Linked DNA regions of Mus musculus: region 2 is linked to region 1. The links are chromatin contacts, called in public HiChIP or PLAC-seq maps. All regions are on one chromosome and are shown on one strand. Each heading gives the region's core, a stretch centred on a gene start, on an enhancer-like site or on the middle of the called end of the contact. The rest is flanking DNA. Distances are from core to core; before and after follow the strand shown. Region 1 overlaps Armh3 (armadillo-like helical domain containing 3). Region 2 overlaps Armh3 (armadillo-like helical domain containing 3).

Evidence for each region. HiChIP or PLAC-seq counts read pairs in DNA pulled down with a chosen protein or histone mark.
Region 2: a contact with region 1 is called in an H3K27ac HiChIP or PLAC-seq map of heart atrium, with 4 times the contacts expected there. The contact joins two enhancer-like sites. A contact is called at or near these places in 12 of 484 Hi-C or Micro-C datasets (the G1E-ER4 cell line, the HPC-7 cell line, the N1E-115 cell line and 6 more), 2 of 115 datasets of contacts at active chromatin or transcription factors (embryonic stem cells and heart atrium) and 1 of 9 other capture datasets (embryonic stem cells).

What each region holds. Positions count from the first base shown.
Region 1 is chr19:45,832,895-45,838,190 of GRCm38.p6, forward strand. The region is part of intron 24 of Armh3 (armadillo-like helical domain containing 3); the gene reads right to left. Among named protein-coding and RNA genes, the nearest start is that of Kcnip2, 19 kb to the left of the region's middle. Within about 2 kb of position 2,822, at least 18 of the 459 cell types and tissues checked have an H3K27ac peak or open chromatin away from gene starts, as enhancers often do. A contact at or near this core is called in heart atrium, where this site is marked.
Region 2 is chr19:45,900,182-45,905,477 of GRCm38.p6, forward strand. All of the region lies in intron 20 of Armh3 (armadillo-like helical domain containing 3), which reads right to left. Among named protein-coding and RNA genes, the nearest start is that of Kcnip2, 87 kb to the left of the region's middle. Within about 2 kb of position 2,585, at least 19 of the 459 cell types and tissues checked have an H3K27ac peak or open chromatin away from gene starts, as enhancers often do. A contact at or near this core is called in heart atrium, where this site is marked.

The sequences.
Region 1 (5,296 bases), core at 1,572-4,071:
GAAGAAAGAAAGTACAACCAGACTTCTCCCTTTCTCTCCTGTATCCTTCTTTCTCTATCTAGTAATAGGAGGAGAAATGGTGTGTGTGTGTGTGGGGGGGGGGGCTGGGCTGGGGTGAGAAAAAGAATCCACAAAGTAGCAAAGAAGAAAAAATTAGATTCAGGAATCTCTCTCTCCCCCACCCCCACCCCCCATCCTTCTTTCTCTCCTACTAGTGAGAGGCAGGTGAAACAGGGGTTGGGGAAAAGATAAAAAAAAAAAAAAAAAACCCACAGCGGGGCGTGGTGGCACACGCCTTTAATCCCAGCACTTGGGAGGCAGAGGCAGGCGGATTTCTGAGTTCGAGGCCAGCCTGGTCTACAGAGTGAGTTCCAGGACAGCCAGAACTATACAGAGAAACCCTGTCTCGAAAAAACAAAAACAAACAAACAAAAAGAACCCACGAAGTAGCAAAGACCAGCTACACTGGGATTAAAGGCATGCACCACCACTGTCAGGCTAAACAAATGTAATTTAAGAAAATTATAGGAGAAAATAAAAGTTGAAAACGTTTGCAGTTAGGAATAGGTAAAGATGTATGCAGGATGTCCTTGAACTTGTTATGTAGCAAAGGGTGACTCAGAACTCCTGACTCTTTTTTTTTTTTTTTTTTTTTTTTTGAGACAGGGTTTCTCTGTATAGCCCTGGCTGTCCTGGAACTCACTTTGTAGATAGGCTTGGCCTTGTTGTTTGTTTTTTTCGAGACAGGGTTTCTCTGTGTAGCCTTGGCTGTCCTGGAACTCACTCTGTAGACCAGGGTGGTCTCAAACTCAGAAATCCGCCTTCCTCTGCCTACTGAGTGCTGGGATTAAAGGCGTGCACCGCCGCCACCGCCACCACGACCCAGCAGAACTCCTGACTCTTGCCTCTGCCTCACTGGTATTATGGCAATGAAGTGGGGGAGGCTTAAGCTGGGCATGATGGCACACGTCTGCACTCACAGCACGTGGGAGGGGGATGCAGAAGGAGCACAGCAGTTAAAGCCAGTGTTGGCCATCTATTGAGTCCTCTCTCATCTCCAGAGAGAACTATCCAAAACCAGCCACACGCGCACTGTGCTTCTGGGGCTGATACAGTTTTGGAGTTTGTTTAGTCCTAGCCTGGTACAGCAAGTACTTCTGTACTCTCCACACAGAAGAAAGTGGGCAAGAGTCAGCCCAGGCAGGCACAGATTTCCTGTCTGGTACCAAAGAGGCTCTGAAGCAGGGAGTCTCAGACCAAAGCAGTTCCTCAGAGTTTCCTTCAGAGGGAAGAACTTGTTCTTTTTCAGAGTACTATAGAGCTCAAAATGGCTGAAAAAGGAAAGAAAGGAACAGAGAGGAAAAACCACACACACACACACACACACGAACACACACACACATGTGTGTATATATATATATATATATATATATATATGTAACCCACATGCACAAAACAAACAAACAAAACAACAACAAAAAACAATCAAACCCAAGCCAGGCAGTGATGGCACGCATCTTTAATCCCAGCACTTGGGAGGCAGAGGCAGGTGGATTTCTGAGTTCGAGGCCAGCCTGGTCTACAAAGTAAGTTCCAGGACAGCCTGGGCTATACAGAGAAACCCTGTCTCGAAAAACAAGACAAAACAAAACAAAACAAACAAACAAACAAGGGGCTGGAGAGATGGCTCAGAGGTTAAGAGCATTGACTGCTCTTCCAGAGGTCCTGAGTTCAATTCCCAGCAACCGGCTCACAACCATCTATAATAGAATTTGATGCCCTTTTCTGGTGTATCTGAAGACAGTGACAGTATATTTACAAACCAAATAAATAAAAATCTTTTTTAAAAAAAGGATTAAAAAACAAACAAACAAACAAACAAACAAACAAACACCAACCAAACCAAAACCAAGAGCCAAACAAGCAGCAACCAGCACAAAGCCAAACTGTCGCTGAGTTGTTGTCCTTCCACTTGGTACTTTAAGTGACTTTCTATCTGAGATAACTTGATTTTCACCTAGGGAAGTACCATTTAATATGACTTGCTTAGAAACGGGGCTTCTAAGGGTGGAAGCCAGCCCCTACACTTTCTGAGAAACTGTCTGTTTGAAAAGGAACAGCTTTCTGCCTGCATCCGCCTATGTACAATATGCATAAGTTTGTTGTTTTGCTTTTCTTCCTCCCTCTCTATTTTCATCTCCTGTACTTCAGGAATAAACTCAATTTTAAAACCAATTTAAGCTGCCCAGGTCTCACAGTTGGTCTATGCCTTTCAAGGCTGCTACCAATGGGCTTTCTAATGCCGTGAGACTTATTGATGTGACAGGCTGTACCTGCCCTTCAGCAAGGTGGGCCGGATAATGAACCTCACAGTGGGTGATTAGTAAGAGGCTGCCACTTGGGTAAAGGATTGGTGACAGTGACCTTCCTTAATTTCCCTGGGCAGCCACACCACCTCCCTTTATTTGGCTGAATCCATAGACAGCCCTGTGAAGCTTTTCTTTGTACTAATTACATGTCCAACACATTCAGACCCATGCTCTGTATAAGCAAGGCACCTCATCATACCTAAGGGTGCCAAGGTAACGGGAGCGGAGGAAACATCAGACCTCCGCCATCAGGCCTTCTTTACACGCTGTCCAGATCCAGCCAACAGACAGACGCGTCTCAATCCCCACCTGAGGCCCCTTCCTTGGAAACATGGAATCTGGGAGAGGAGCTGAAGAATCATCATCTGCCACCAGGCACAGCGGTGCACACAGCTTCCAATCCCGGCATGGCACGTGGGAGGAGGGGGGAGCAGGACGACTAGGCAGGATTTCAAGGCCAGCTTTGGTGATAGATAAGGTTTGAGGCCAGCCTTTTCTGGCTCTAACTCACCAGTCTCTGCCTCCGTGTCAGGGCCTCACTTACCTCCCACCCCTGACAGAATCCTATGTGTGAGCTATGCTCAGTGTCCCTTTTATCTGAGTGGGTTATTCAGATTGAAACGATCACATGATCACAATTGTTAAATCAAAATACTGTTATGGTTCCTGAAACTATTTCAAGCTGGAGAGATTGCTCAGCCGCTCTTGCAGAGGACCCAAGTTTACCTCCCAGTACCTGAATGGTGGCTCCTAGCTATCTGTAACTCCAGTTCCAAGGGTCCATCCTTTTTTTCTGGCCTCTATGGGCGACAGGACTACCCATGGTGCTCAGGCATACATACAGGCAAAACTCTCATCCACACAAAGTAATAAGGAGAAGAATAATTCAAGTCAATACAACTTTAACAGAGATACAACTTTGCATAATGGTACTTCTAGCCTCTGCTACTATTGCCAACCAGTGGCAAACCAGGAGCTTCACACATCTCTGTAAGAGGTCTTTAAAGAACTTCCTAGAAGAGATGGCAGTGGAGATAAAACAATCTTCCCACACAGCAAATGAAAGAAGGAAGTGGTTGTAGACAGCCCTCTGTAAAGACATCAGTATTCCTGAGCATTCCTGCTCTGCCTGGAGCAACCGGAGGGAGACCCTTCAGTGCACGTGAAGGAAGCAGGACTGCTCCGCTGTGACCCTGAGTCACGGTGCTTACTGCCACTCTCTAGCACTGTTCCTTCCACACACTGACAAAGTGGCTTCATAGCTGCCACACTGAGGAAGACCAGAGATTTATGTGGTGGTCATTTCAAAGTTCTCCTGCAGTGAAGAATCGTGTGATAGCAGCAGACACAAAGAACAAACCGATGCACCAGGGCAGTCAGCAAGCCTAGCTGTGCAACATGACTAGACTTGAATGAAACAGACCCACCACAGTGGTTAAGAGGCTGGGTAGATATTTAGATGCTTGGCCAGCTTGCCGAGCCCTGGGTTAGATTCCTAGTACCACAGAAAGGAGGTATGCTAGGTAGCACATTCCTTGTAATTAGGGCACGCAACAAAGTGGAGGCAGAAAGACCAGACATTAAAGGTGGTCTTTAGATACAAAGTGAATTCCTAAAGGGGTGATTAAACGTTAATGTGAAAAAAATGTGAATATAAAAAAAAATCTACCGTGTAACTAGAAATATTCCTGAAAAGTCAGCAGACCCCTTTTGGGAGAAAGCTTCCTTAGGGTATCTGTTGGAATAAAGGGATTCGTTTCATCTATGAAGTTGTCACACCACGTTGGGACTCTCTACACAGATATTTGTGGCAAGCAAACTCTACATGGATTGGTACTGTGTATCTTCTGTCTAAGACTTCTGGTCACCTCCCAGGGACAGGCCTAACCCCACCACTCTCCTGCTTCTTGCCTTCATAGCCCTGGCTTATTCCTTCAGCCTATCTGACAGACTCAAGTTGCCATACATGTCTCAGCCTGACAAAACAGACACTTAGACTCTAGAGAAAGACCGGTCTAGCTACATTTGTAGGCCTGAACAAGTCAGTTCTTTGTAATGTTCTCACCTAGAGAATAATAATTATGCCTATCCCAAATATTTGATATAAAATAAGGTAAATAATCCATACAAAAGTGTTCCCTCAATAATTATAAAGTGTTCCTGTCCTCTGTGTATTTGCATCTGTTTTAAATCCAAGCTACTTCCTCTCCTACACAGGTCTCTGCTGGTAGAGTCAACTCCCTGGTCTGGCTGAGACATCCACCCCAGGAGCTGGCTCTCTGCTGTGGGCTTCTCAATACGCCTATGGGGATAGGCGGGCAGCAGGCAGGCAGGAGCCACCCTTCCAGCTGGCTGTGTCTTTCTTGCTAAGGGAATGAATTCAGTGAACTAACAACTCCATCCAACAAGTCAACGGAAATGCCAGGACACAAATAAAGGTGGCAAGGCAGGCAGGGTAGGGCAGCTAGTGTTGGGGTCACATGTTTCCCTCAGCCAGCGTTCCCACAGCAACCCACACTCGCGGGTACAGAGAGTTGTAGAAAACAACAGCTACAGGCTGTTGTAGAAAAGCACGCTGTCAGGCACGGGAAGCTGAGTTATGGCTACTGTGGGAGTCTTCCATCGTGAACATGTGCCTTCTGCCAAGGCTGCCTTGTTCTAAGAGGGGAGAACGGCACAGGGGCACCTGGGAGTATGCTGCTCAGAGGCCGCAAGCACCCTGTCTAAAGGGCAGAAGTGCACTGGGACATTCTTTTTAGTTTGCTTTAATTTTGTTTTGGGGGAGACAAAGTAACACTGCCCATTCTGGAACTCTCTATATAGACCAAGCTGGCCTTCTGCCTCTGCCTCCCACGCTGGGATTAAAGGTGTGCTCAACCTTGCCTGGCTAGGGAGAATTTCTACAGCAGTGGCTCCATGAGGAAAGT
Region 2 (5,296 bases), core at 1,335-3,834, 67 kb after region 1:
AAACACAGATAGTTATATTATGATTCATAATCGTAGCAAAATTACAGTTATGTAGTTGCAACAAAAATAATTTTATGGTTGGGGGTTATCACAACATGAGGAACAGTATCAAAGGGCCGATGTTAGGAAGGTTGAGAGCTACTGTCCTCGATGGTATTTCTTTGTGTTTGTTGCAACACTGGGAACTGAACCTGGTACTACTCACACACTAGGCAAGTGGCTGAGCTACTGAGCCTAGCTAGAGGGACCTTTCACAGGCAGCTAAAATGAACAAAGCAACCTTAAACTTGGCTCCAAAAAAACCTAATGCCATAATCCCTTGTGGTAGTTTGAATATGCTAGGTCTGAGCCGGGCGTGGTGGCGCACACCTTTAATCCCAGCACTCAGGAGGCAGAGGCAGGTGGATTTCTGAGTTTGAGGCCAGCCTGGTCTACAGAGTGAGTTCCAGGACAGCCAGGGCTACACAGAGAAACCCTGTCTCGAAAAACCAAAAACCAAAAAAAAAAAAAAAAAAAAAAAAAAAAAAAAAAGAATATGCTTGGTCCAGGGAGTTGCACTACTAGGAGATGTGGCCTTGTTGGAGTAGGTATGGCCTTACTGGAGGAAGTGAGTGAGTGAGTGAGTGAGTGAGTGAGTGAGTGAGTGAGTGAGTGACTGTGAATGTGGGCTTTGGATATGGATGTCCTAGCTGCATGGAGGTCAGTGTTCTCCTATCTGCTTTTGGACGAAGATGTAGAACTCTCAGTTCCTCCAGCCCTATGTCTGCCATGTTCTCGCTTTGATGCCAGTGGGCTGACCTCTAAATCTATAAGCCAGCCCCATTTAAATGTTGTCTTTTTTTAGTTGCCTTAGCGATGGTGTCTCATGGGAAGGTCCTAACATCTGTAAGTGCTGCCTTCACCTTCGTCACCTCACTGACTTCACGTATCACATCCTCTGTGCAGACAGCACCACACACATAGCCTCTTCCCCCTTCAGACTTTCAGATTTACAACTTCCCTCATACTAAGGCTGAGAATAAAATTCCAGAATTTAGGCTCTCAAGAGGTCATTTAATCCAATTTCTCATATTTTAGAAAAGAAAAATGCACACCCATTTCCACCCACTAACGGTGAGCCAATTTCACTGGCTTTAGAATCACCATGGAAACACACCTCTCTATATGTCTTATAAGGTGTTTCCAGAAAGGTATAGCTAAAGAGGGAAGACATACTCAATGTGGGTGGCAGCATTAGGGGTGGGAGCCTGGATCCTGGACTGAAGTAAAAGGAGCAACAGTACTCCCCCCCCCTTCCTGCAGACACACACTGAGACTAGCTACCTCACTGGCCTGCCACTGAGCCTTCTTTGCCATCATGTCCTCTATCCCTAAAATAAACCTTCCTCCCTGTACTGGCTAGTTTTGTGTCAACTTGGCACAGGCTGGAGTTGTCACAGAGAAAGGAGCTTCAGTTGGGAAGATGCCTCCATGATATCCAGCTATAAGGCATTTTCTCAATTAGTGATCAAGGGGGAAAGGCCCCTTGTGGGTGGGACCATCTCTGGGCTGGTAGTCTTGGGTTCTATAAGAAAGCAAGCTGAGCAAGTCAGGGGAAGTAACCCAGTAAGAAACATCCCTCCATGGCCTCTGCATCAGCTCCTGCTCCCTGACCTGCTTGAGTTCCAGTCCTGACTTGGTTCAGTGATGAACAGCAGTATGGAAGTGTAAGCTGAATAAACCCTTTCCTCCCCAACTTGCTTCTTGGTCATGATGTTTGTGCAGGAATAGAAACCCTGAATGAAACAGGTATCTATCCTTAGGAGTTGCCTACTTCAGTCTTTTGAGGCCTGGTCTCTCACTAGGATCGGGAGCCTGTTGATTAGACAAGGCCTGGTGGTCAGGGACCTCCGGGACCGTCCTGTCTTTGCCTTCTAAGTGATCAGGTTGTGAATCTGCACCTTGGCATCCGGCTTTGTACATAAGCAACTTGGATTCTCATGCTCACCCAGAAAATACTTTATGGAACAACTCCTCTTTTTCAAAACATATAATTACCAAGTGAAATTGTTTTTAATTTCCTAAGAGTTGGCTCTCAAAATTATGTCCTATACACAGAATATGATTGAATAATGGATTTTATAAGAACCCAGAGTGACCTTCATGCAAAATGAGAACCAACACAAATGAGAACTGGGCATAAACAATTAATAACCAAGTTTATTCCTATGCAATTAAGGCACAGACCTTTGCCCAGAACTTACATAACAGGCCAAAGGAAAGAGTGACCTCTGTCTGGGGCAGTTTCAAGGACAAGCAAAACCGTGCGGCCAGGCTCTTGATGCCAGCACACCAACAGGACAGAGATTGTGCTGGCTGCCCCTAGTTCACTCTCTCCATACACATTCATTTTTAGAAAACTGCCCTTGATCAACTTGCCTGCTGGATGCCAACTGGGCACATGACCAGCCAAGCTATTCCTAGGATAGTCACAAAAATACCAGTACATGGAGAGAATAATTAAGATAACCATAAAAGTCAAGGAGTGACTGAATAGACAGCACTGTTAGTCCCGTGGTTGTAAGCACGTGCTGTCGTGAACTGCACGCTGAAGCCCCTGAGGAGACACAAGCAGCACACTGCGCCTTTCTACTCTTCCTTAGTTTAACCCTGTAAATGATCACACTTCTCACTGTTAAACAGTTTTCAAAAAGGCAGGGATGGGGAGGAGTAAACACAAGCCTCTTCCTTACTGAAAGCCCAGCACTTCTGATCCCTGTTCTAAAAGGTTTTCGAAAACAACCATATTATACAGGGGCTTAAGTAAGTTAAAGGTCTGGTCCCAGCCAGGGGTGGTGGCTCATGCCTTTAGTTCCAGCTCCGGAGGCATAGACAGGCATATCTCTGACTTCATGGTTTGCCTGGTCTATGAAGCAAGTTCTAAAATAGCCAGGGCTATAGAGAGAAACACTGTCTCGAAAACAAATGAACAACCAAAGACCTTTGGTCCAATGAGTGAGAAATCATTGTTCATCTCTCAACAAAAAATGCTGTAGCTTGTTGTATATAATATCACTTTGATATTTTGGTTATAGAAAGACTCTCTTAGGTATTATGCAGAAGCATCACCTGTCAATAAAAAGCCGATGGCCTATTAGCAAAAGGCAAGAAATAAGAGATGGGAGTTCTGGTAGAGAGACAGGAACTCTGTGAGTTAGTGAGAGGCGGGAAGATTGGCCACCAGACTCTGAGGTGACAGGCATATGAAACTGAGGAGAGGTAACCAGTCGTGTGACACACATAGAATAGAATAAATAAGTTATATGAGTTCCAGGTGACTCGGGGAACAAGTCCAAGCTCACGGCCTAGGCATGTATGCATAAATAACTAAGTCTCAGAGAGGTTATTTGGGAACTGGGGTACTGGGAGAAAGGAGCATGGTTACAAATGGCGCACTGAATATGTGGCTAGAAATTTCAGAGTGGAAGAGGGTTTTCTAGCCACGTAATGCGAAACTGGGTATGAAAATACATAGAATTCGTTTGAAAATAGTAAAATAAAATAAAAAGAGAGTTAAATAATATATTTTAAAAATTACCTAGAGGAAAAAGCTTAGAGAAAATTAAACACACAGAGAGGCACTGTGGACAGGGGGTCTTTAAAAAAAAAAAAAAAAGCCCTTGCTGACTAGAAAAGCCAGCTCCTCTATCAGAGCCTCAGTACACTTCCCAGCACAGCTCCTGTAACTGGGGAGATAACTCATCATCTCTCTGGCTGGAGCTTTAGTGCACTGTCCAGGTATGGCAGAGGGAATGAGCAGCCTGGGTCCAAGATAGACTAGCAGGTGGGATTAGCCTGCAATGGCCGGATGCCAAAAAGGCAGCGAAATACTGCAGCTGTCCCAGAGTGGGTAGGTGACAGAGGTCAAAAATGGCTCCAGGCCAAAAGCCATCAAGGAAAGCCTGCTAGACCTAGCAGCCCAGCCCAGGGGGCACATAGACCCTAACAAACCATGGGAGACATGCTAGTCTAAGGCTAGAGTCATGCAGAGGGCTGGACCGCAATTTCCCTGTGAGCAAAAGGGTAGAGGCATGGCTGGTTATAGCAACGAGAAGAAGCAGCCAGAAAAAAAATAGACAGGAAGAAATCCAAGCACAGCCAAACTTCTGATCAGGTAAAAATAAAAAGTTTGAAATTATGTTTTAATGCTTAGGAATGAAAGAAACTGGGTATGAAAATTCATAGACAGAATTAGTTTGAAAATAGTAAAATAAAATAAGAGAGTTAAATAATATTTTAAAAAATTACCTAGAAGAAAGAGCTTAGAGAAAATTAAACACACAAAAAGATTCTAAGTTTAGAGAACGATAAGAGAGAAATGAATGAATGAACATAAAAAGTCAAGTCTCCAAAGAAAGGAGAGAAAAGGGAAAATAACAAAGTATCTGTAGGAAGGAGAGAGCTGGAGAGATTAAAGGAGAAATTATTTTCCATGTTAAAAATTAGAAAACACTGGCTAGAGATGGCTCAGCGAGTTAAAGAACTGACTGCTCTTCCAGAGGTCCTGAGTTCAATTCCCAGCAACCACATGGTGGCTCACAACCATCTGTGATGAGATCTGATGCCCTCTTATGGTGTGTCTGAAGACAGCTACGGTGTACTCACATATAATAAGTAAATAAATCTTTAAAAAATATAGAAAACACTATAGAAGAAAGCATTTGGACCCCATATAGTTTCAACTGTCAGCATAAAAATAATTATACATTTAGTAATGATTACAATTTTACATATCCCCTTTAAGGGAGATCAGAATAAAGCAGACTTAGATAAGGAGAGGACTGAAAAATGGAACGCTGGGTTACAGGTCATAGAACAGAGGTTAGAGGGGTCTTTAAATCAGAATAACGCATCTTCAGAAGACTCCAATCTGGAACCCACAGCAACAGCAGAAACGGTAGTACCGAAAGAGAACGTCCCACAAGGCTTGAGGAATAAGATCAGCAACCCACCGAAATGCAACATGCCGAGGTAAGAGTACAGATTATGTTTGAAGCTTCCTGAGAGCAACATCATACAACAGATTATATATGTTTCATTTTGCAGTTTGAAAAAAAATGTACCATACCATAGACACATATTCAGGATTTCAATGGGCAATTGCTTTAAGCTCTGAGAAGGCTGACTCTGTAATTAGGCACTTATTAGAAGTTACAGCAATTATGGGGATACCTGTACAAACTAAGATTGAGAATGCTCCAACATATGTCTCTGGAAAATTAAGCAATTACAGGTATAGCACATAACCCTACAAGAC